Regions from separate parts of the Mus musculus genome. Here region 2 is linked to region 1. The links are chromatin contacts, called in public Hi-C maps. All regions are on one chromosome and are shown on one strand. The core of a region is the stretch at or near the end of the contact, and the rest is flanking DNA. Distances in the headings are between cores, read along the strand shown. Region 1 holds the start of 4833422C13Rik (RIKEN cDNA 4833422C13 gene). Region 2 overlaps Acot12 (acyl-CoA thioesterase 12).

Region 1 (4,522 bases), core at 1,305-3,804:
CATTCAGAAAGATTCATCAATACCATGGAGAAGGAAGAGTGGTCTTGAGAGAGTTAAAACAAGAAGTGGACATGGGTTTGGAGCATGCCGCAGTAATGGTTTCAAGCTTCTGGTCTGAAAAGACTGAAAGAATACGGAGTAGATGACAGCTGTCGGGCCTAATGCTTATGTGATCTGAGCTGTCCGATTCTTTTCTTATATTGAGAAAGATGTTTTGGAATCTAGCAGTGCCTTGAGGACATGGTCATGGGCATTATTTATCTTAGAAGATGTAAGTATACAGAGCCCTGGTCAACAGAACTCTGGTTGAAACAATGCTAGAAAAACATTACCAGTTATGAAGTTACCAATGGCAATATAATTACTAAAGCATAGTATAATTGATTACCTATAGTCTTCCTGTGATCTAAGTTCCCCAAAAGGTCAAATTAGAATCTCTTAATGCCAATTGTAATCAGTGCCTTGGAAATAGATATTATTCTTATCAGCAATATCAATGATTTCTGTAATTCTTTTATTTACATATTTCTGATTTCTTGTAACATTGTTCTAACCCAATTCAAATCTTGTTAAGACTGAAACCGAACAAATCAACAAATAAAACAAAAGGACTGTCATTGAAAATGTAGCCACATTTTACGGATGACTAACAGGTGAGAGTTAGTACTGTATTAATCCAAGAAGAAGAGCAGGGGTCCATAATGTTTTGAACTTTACTTGAGTTGCGCTCAGTATATAGAATGTGACTAGAACACATGACATGTAAAGTTCCTCTCAGATCTAATGTTTTTCATCTGAATACATTTTTGCCCAGAGCAAGAACCAGACAGTGGAAGTTTAGCACAAGGGTCAGGACTTCAGAGACTCATGAACCTGGGGAAACGGAGAAAGGACATTGAAACTGAGGAGCAAGGCATGGGAATGGGCAAAGAAGGAACAGCAGGTACAAAGTTTCTTATGGAGAAAAGCTTGGCAAACACTAGAAAAACCCCAGAAGGCTGCCAATGCCGCAACCAGACAGTCTGGCGGGGAGGCAGTTACCATGGAGATTATTTGTATGTGAGACACAATGCTGTACTTATTCTTAGTATTAATGGCCTCTGGTGGAACATCCTATAGCCAATCAGTCTACTGTCCTAAGCTAGGCTCTGAATCAACTCATGTCTATCTATGTGGCTCCTCAGAGAATGAGTTCTCCACTACAAGAGCATCTGTGAAAAATGGGGGGACTTTGGGTTTTACCTCAGGGATGATGGGAAGATACAGAGAGGTCCTGAGTGGGAATCAGAGATATGATTCATGTATTGAAAGTTCACTGTGCATAGATAAGAGATCCCAGGGAATCGAGATAGCACTAGGACACCAAAAGACTTTCTTCTGAAGGGAGCGTGGCAAGGCTTGCTTGTATCCAAGACTATCACTGGTCCAAAGATGAGAGAAGTCAGCATGGGCACAGGAAATTCATGTACTGCTCAACCTAGGCTTTTAGTTAGAAAGCCATTTATATTACAACACACTGGTTTTAAAAGCAGGCCTTTCTTTTATCTTTAGGCGTAAGTCGGTCACAGTCAGATCATAAATCATAACAATGCTGAGCAGCTGCCTTTTCTGGGGTGGCCATAGCACAGCATTATGGACTGGGTGGCTTGGACAATAGACATTCGGTTTCTCAGAGTTCTGAAGGCTGTCAGGTCCACCAGACTGGTGAAAACTCTCTTCCTGGTTTGCAGGCCGGCTCTTGCTGCGGCCTCACGTGTCACGTGCTTCTAAGATCTAAAAGACTTAGTGCCCTGAGATGAGGTTGTGTTCTTCTCATCTCTTTAATCCTCGATTATACGACACAGCCACACCACGGTACTTGCTGTCACTTTCAAAATACAAACTTCAGAGATGGCATGGAGAGAGACATCATTCAGTCCTTATTAGATGATTTTGTGCCACCACCCCCAACGCTTAGTGCTGGGATGGAAATCACACCGGCCTCAAGCAAGCTAGGCAAGCCCTTCGCAACTGGATTATACCAGCAGGCCTTCTTACTCCCATTCTCTCTCAGGAATATCAAGTTTCCCCTGCCTGCCTAACAGTAAATGGTAGTAAACTGAACACAGAAGAGAACCTGGCAAAGGAGCAATCAAGCTTTTAAATCATGAAAAGCATGAATTCTGACCAGTTGTGCAAGAACACTTTTGCTGTTGCAGTAAATAATGTAGTTGTTTGTTAAGAAAATATAGTAACATGTGCACATTTGTGTGTGTGTGTGTGTGTGTGTGTGTGCGCGCGCGCGCGCGCGCGCCTATGAGACTACAAAGTGAATTGGGGTTTCATGCTTGCAGTGTGAACACTTTTTCCAGCCTCAGTTCTACTTAGTCAATAAACTCTATCTTTAGAATTTTAAATATGGTTAAGTACAGATATACGCAATCTATATAGCAAAGTCTTTGCGTGGAGGCGGGGAGAGGATGTCTTCACTTTGTTTTGTGAGTTGAAAGGAATCCAGCCAAATAAACATGTGAGAACCACTAGTCTAGGTCGCTGTCAGCAGCTATCTTAGTCATTCCTGTCTGCGGCTGCTCTCAGCTCTGGGAACACTGCCCTTTACTTTGCTTCCTTCCTTTTCCCACGCTCTCTCTGGCTTCCACGCCAGCCTAGCGCATCCCTAATTTCAGACACTCCAGTCCTTCAGGATCCCCGGACAGTATCACCTCCCTGGCCACCAGCAGCAGCCCTCCCCGACCGACGGTGCCCTCGCGTGGGCCGGCACCTACCCGCCAGGCAAGCGGTGGTGTCCATCCACTTGAGCAGCTGCCCTGCGCTCAGCTCGCCGCGGGAGTCGGCATGAGCCGGCTGGATGGCCTGGCTCATGAGCACCTCACCCGGCGCCACCATCGACTCCATCGTCCTGGCTGAGAGAACCCCAGACGCCAGCAGCAGGCCATCCCGATCCCCTGGGGCCCGCCCCCGCTCCAAAGGGCGCTGCCCGCGCCCGCTGCCAGGTGCTTAGGAGGTGAGAGGTCAGGGTCCTACGAGTCAGCCGGGGACTGTCGCGAGGAGGGCGAGGAGGGCGAGGAGGGTGAGGGAGTAGAGTACGCCAGCCTCTCTCGGAGCAGAACAGGAGCGCTGCCCTAGCTCCAAAACGCATGGGGCAGAGACAGGTGTTTCTAGAATGCAGGACAATGGTCATCATCAGAAGACCTTGGCAGAGGAGGGAGCTTTAGAAGGGATTGCATGCTCTCCGGAGAGGGCAGAGCCTTTGCTGTGGAAATGTTTTAGAGAGCTTGGCTTCTGTTTTTTGTTGCTTGGTTGGTTTAGTAGTTGGCCTTTTTCCCCCTGACAGACATTGCAACACTTACTGCTCCGGCCTTTGTTTAAACTCTACCTACAGGTTCTTAGGACACTACAGCGGCTCCAAAGATCATTTTGTTAGGAAACTGATTACACTGCCAAACAAACTGAAAAACAAACGTCCCGAGGAGCTGGAGGGTGTAGTGCATCAGTCACCAAAACTAGAGAAGGCAACATTCTGAGTTTTCTAGTGTCCCCCCACCCCAACGTTCATGGGAGAAAAATCTAGGACACTGTATATGAACTCGAGGCCCACACTCAAGGCTAGCAGGTGCTATACTTTGTAGAGTGTCAGCCACTGGCTTTACAAAGCAGGTCTTTTGGGGGAAACGGGATCAAAACCCTTCAGTGGCTCTCGGATCTGAGGATGGAGTAATGGAAGCCTGGAGGGGTGAGGTGGCTTGTCTGGTACTACCTAAAACATCAGGACGAGGTGGCAGGAACCAGGGCCTCCTGACTGTCCTGGGACCTCACTGACGCCTGGGAATATTGCTGCACTTTCAGCATTAGGTCTCTGGCCACCGAGCTCAGCCTGAGAGCATCAAAGACAGTCTGGGTCTTTAAAGATTTTTTTTAGAAATTATTATTTTAAAGTATGTGTATGTATTTATCTGTATGTGGGTATACATACCTGAGCATGGGAGTGCCCTGGAGCTGGAATTATAGACAGTTATGAGCTGGAATTGTAGGCAGTTGTGAGCTGTCTGCTGTCAGAACTGAGAGCCAAGCGAGCTGTTGGCCAGTGATCCATCTCTCCAGCTCCAATTCTGGGGAGTTGGCCTCCCCTGTAAATACATATACATTTAATAAATGAAGAGAGAAAGAAGTACTGAGTTGATGCTCTTAGGATCCTTTGTATCTGGCCAGTTTCAGAGTATATAAGCACAAATAAAAACAGGGAAGTATTAAGTTAGATCTTATAAGAAGCATAAAAATGTCTTTTTTAAAGAGAAGGGCTTATGTAGCCCAGGCTGGATTTGTACTTGCCTGACCTCCCCAGTATGAGATTACAGGCAAGGGCTGTGTTTGAAGTGGTGGAAAAGTGAGCCCAGGGCCACCCAAGTGTTAGGCAAGCACCTGTACCGAAGGAATCACATTTTCAGGCTCCAAAAGTGACTTTGAAGCCAATTAAAGGCGTTGTATGCAAGATGTTCTCTTTTCATAGCCATCCACTTATTCA
Region 2 (4,146 bases), core at 1,081-3,580, 38 kb before region 1:
TGTGTCCACTGTGTACTGGCCATACTATGTCAGAAAAGTCATATTATTATCTCATCTGTATGATGTAGATAGTACTGTCTAGGGGGTCATTGTGAGAGTTAAGTGCAAACACTTCCTGCAGACCTACCTGAGTGGTAAGTCGATAGACAAGACAAGTTAGCTGAGTTTAAGTGAAGTAACTGGTTTCTCCATTGATTCATATTTCATTTAGATGGAATGCCAAGGAAACAGAATTGTGAGAGAGGAGTATGAAAGAAGTTGTTGAAAGGCACGGCATCTTGTCTTTGAGATGCTGCAGTGCTCTGTATCCTAGGAAGCTAGGCCTGAGTGTAGTCTGTCACTGCAAAATATAGCATACAAGGCTCAGAGCTCCATAGCCATCCCTAGGACATGTGGCAACACCAAGACCTTTGGTGCTCAAGTCCCTTTCATACAGTGACACAGTACTTTTATTATAACATATGCATATCCTTCAGTATGCTCTAAGTCATCTCTATATCACTTCTGTAATACAAATGGTATGTTGATATTTGCTATACGATTTAAAGAACCAAGTAAAAGGAATCTGTTTTTGCTTGATGCTGACACAACTCTCTAACACACACACACACACACACACACACACCACCCTTCATCTAAAGTGTTTACATGTGCAGATGCAGGGGAATGGGAGCAGGGTATGACTGATCACACAGGGGAGCAGCAAGCATCATCTTCCCCCAGGACTCATGCTAGCTCAGCAGCGTCTCACTGAGACTCATGACTTGGCAGGAAGAGGGTTCTGGGAAGATTTTGGATACCTCCTCAGAAGCAATGAGGCCAGGGAGTAAAGCAAAAGAGTGTGTGCTACAGAGCCTGGCTGAGCTGGATCTCAGAAACAGGAACAAAATCAGCTTTGAGGTTGTCAGTGATATCACAACAGATGTGGACCACCAATGCTAACTCAATACAGATGAGAAACAGATGAGTGTAATAATTGTTTTTCTTTTAAGTCTCATGAAGCAGTTTAGGCAGAACAAGCTCTAAAACTTCTCTACATTTCTGAAACAATACACCATGTATCAAGCAGTGGAGAACTACAATTGAAGTTATCTTTCCCACAATGCCAGGCTTGATTTAAAAAAGACATTTAAATTTGTTCTTACATGTAATGGGGGTCCCATAAAGGTCGCTTTGTGAGGTCAGACAAGAGATGATAAGCTATGTGGGCTGGACTGCCCACAAGCTTTTCAACCTTAACAGATATGGCATCTTGCTCCTCCAGGGTATATATTTTTATCTAAAAGATAGGAAGAAAAATTAGAAGAGAAAAAAATATTGTTTACTTTAAAGACACAACACAAACACACACACACACACACACACACACACACACACACACACATTTATGCACACACATGAATGGGCAGTCATACATCCTTGCCTGTACCAAGTAAGGCATCTATGTGGTCAACAACAATCTCACTTCAATCTTGGATGCTAGTTCTGTGACATCCAAATAATACATGGGCTAGTTAATTTGCATCATGTTTTGTTGTTGTTAATGAAAAATAAAGAACAAAAGCTTTTCTCTCTTGCTTTCTGTGATATTTCCTGCTTCCACACACTAAAGACAGAGAATAGCACAGGATGTTACACCGATCCATGTCCCATTTACCCTAAGACTGGATGGCAGTGCTCTCCCAGAATATCAGCATGCCTTCGAGTGGACTAAAGGAACCCAGGAAACAAACCAACTATCTCTAGGACAAACAATTTCTCAGAAGGACCCACAGAACATACTTCTTTAGTGTTATTTGCTTTCTGAATCCCAAGTCCAAATTCTAATATGTAATATCTGTTAGATAAGCAGTAGTCACTCGACATATAATAAAACACTAATGCCATTTCTGTGGCTCTGAGCTTTCTCCTTCTCCTCCTCCTCTCCCTCCTCCTCCTCTTCTTCCTCCTCCTCTCCCTCCTCCTCCTCTTCTTCCTCCTCCTCTTCTTCCTCCTCCTCTCCCTCCTCTTCTTCCTCCTCCTCCTCTCCCTCCTCTTCTTCCTCCTCTTCCTCTTCTTCCTCCTCCTCTCCCTCCTCTTCTTCCTCCTCTTCCTCTTCCTCCTCCTCCTCTTCCTCTTCCTCCTCCTCCTCTCCCTCTTCCTCCTCCTCTTCATTCTAATTATCAGAACTATGTGTTCCACCAAGAGCACATTTTTATTCTGCTCATTTTCTCCACTTCTTTCAGGGTGTTTTGAAGTTAGTGTTGAAAATTTCTATCTTATAATCATTACCATGACAACAGGCTGTGAGAAGACAAACATGAGGTTAGGACTCCAACCACAGGAATCAGGCAGTTGGAAAGAAATCAAGCTGTGAAGAGCTGGCCTCTATTGAATCATATATCTGTGTCTAAACATAATATCATCCTTGCTACTAGACTAAAGAAACAAGAAATCACAACTACAGTAGCTTAGGCAGCAAACAAGTGACTACCCACTTATGTAAACACATCCCTTCCAAGCCTTGTATATCTTTATTTAGTTCCAGTCTAAAAAGAAAGACCTAGCCCAGCCTGTGAGCACTTGATGAATACAAACAAATCCAGGTAGAACTCCACCTGGCTGCCTTCAGCACAGAACCTAAAGAAGATCTATTGGTGTAAATCCAGAGAGGAACTTGAAGGCCAGGTATCTCCAGACCTGGCTCTCCATGCACAGCCAAGCCAGTGGAACTGGTCGTACAGTTGCCTTGGGATTGCCTGCTTTGGTGAATCAGGGTGTGGGGACAGATTGTGCTATTGGGCCATACAGTTGCTTGGAGTTTCACACTCCTGCCCACAATCCCATGATAGAGTCCTAACCTCTTATACCTTGTAATGTGACTTTATATGGCAATAGGGTCTTTGCCAATATAATTCACCTAACAGGTTGTATCTCAATACAGTAGGCCCACTATAACTGATGTTTTTATAGAGAAGGGAAGCTAGACACAGACATGCACACAGGGAGGACACCATGTGGAAATGAAGATAGTGATGCACCTGCAAGCCAAGGAGCCTATTGACCAGCACTGCTCTAGAAGCTGGGTGAGAGGTGAGGTACTCATCTCCTCAGAAGTGACCAGGGTGCCTACATCTTGATCTCAGGATAGCAGTTTTCACAAGGGAGCTCCTATAGATTCCTATTGTTTCAGTAACCCAGTGACCAGTCCTCCATTGTGACAACCTTAGGAAATTAAACCAGCAATTTTCTAGCAAGTTGCCCTCCAGCTTGCAGATATATTTTATCCTTGAGCCAAAAGAAGTAGCCACCTTCTGTTTTTATAGATGGAGCTCACTGGTTAAGCCAGCACCAAGATCCATAGTGGATGAATGAATGGCATCTATTCCTTCCCTGAGAAGTCCTTCTCATTTTCCTGCTACCTGAACCAATGCCACAGATGCAAAGGGGACAAAGAAAGGCAGTGGTCCATTTTGGCTCTCTTTAAATTTTCCAAAGAAAAGCCACTGTGGTGGTTTGAAGGAGATCTTTCACATAAGACTCCAGATACTTGGTCTCCAGTTGGTGGCTGTTTGGGAAGGATTAGGAAGTATGGTCTTGTTGGAGAAGGTGTGTCACTGGGGTGGGCTTAAGATTTTAAAAGCCTATGCCATTTCCAGTGTGTTCTTTCTGCCTCCGGCTTGAGGCTGAGATGTGAGCTCTCTTTTGTACCTACCTCTCCCCATGTCTTTGCTCTGTCATTGTGAACACTAACTCTCCAGAACATAAGCCCAATAAGACATTTTCTTCTGGAAGCTGTCTTGATCATGCTGTCTGATCACAGCAGCAGACAGTAACCAATCCATGAAGCTTGGCTTCATGGGAAGATTCTCCAAGAAGATGGCTTCTCTTTGCTCATGGGCATGGAGATGGACTCCTTGCACTACCAACCCCAGTGTTTTCGGTAACTGGAATGAAATGAAATGTAAGTAGCTCCAGACTCAGTGAGGCAAGCCTGCCCAGCGCCTGTTAGTAGATCGCTTTCGTCATAGCAATGCTCTGCTCCGACCTCTGGATGTCAGTCGGGATTACAAGGAAAAGAAATAATTAAGCATTTTAGACTGTTGGTTTCAACTGATATGTTGTTTTTGAGATTACATTGTAGACAGGAAAAGGAAACTATGTTGT

What was found. Hi-C and Micro-C count contacts between places; a contact is called where the count stands out from the background.
Region 2: a contact with region 1 is called in a Hi-C map of cortical neurons, with 1.8 times the contacts expected there. The contact joins the enhancer-like site here to the promoter of 4833422C13Rik in region 1. A contact is called at or near these places in 2 of 39 promoter capture datasets (the 3T3-L1 cell line and hippocampal neurons), 2 of 484 Hi-C or Micro-C datasets (cortical neurons and cumulus cells), 1 of 115 datasets of contacts at active chromatin or transcription factors (embryonic stem cells) and 3 of 9 other capture datasets (adipose tissue, liver and pancreatic islet).

Annotation. Positions count from the first base shown.
Region 1 is chr13:91,739,904-91,744,425 of GRCm38.p6, reverse strand. It overlaps 4833422C13Rik (RIKEN cDNA 4833422C13 gene), which reads left to right and starts at 2,554. Exons shown (of 2, transcript NR_015501.1): 1 at 2,554-3,004. Acot12 (acyl-CoA thioesterase 12) reads right to left here and starts at 2,905. Exons shown (of 15, transcript NM_028790.3): 1 at 2,766-2,905. The coding sequence starts at 2,895.
Region 2 is chr13:91,778,320-91,782,465 of GRCm38.p6, reverse strand. Acot12 (acyl-CoA thioesterase 12) reads right to left here. Exons shown (of 15, transcript NM_028790.3): 12 at 1,146-1,279. Among named protein-coding and RNA genes, the nearest start is that of Zcchc9, 27 kb to the left of the region's middle. Within about 2 kb of position 2,330, at least 25 of the 459 cell types and tissues checked have an H3K27ac peak or open chromatin away from gene starts, as enhancers often do. A contact at or near this core is called in cortical neurons, where this site is marked.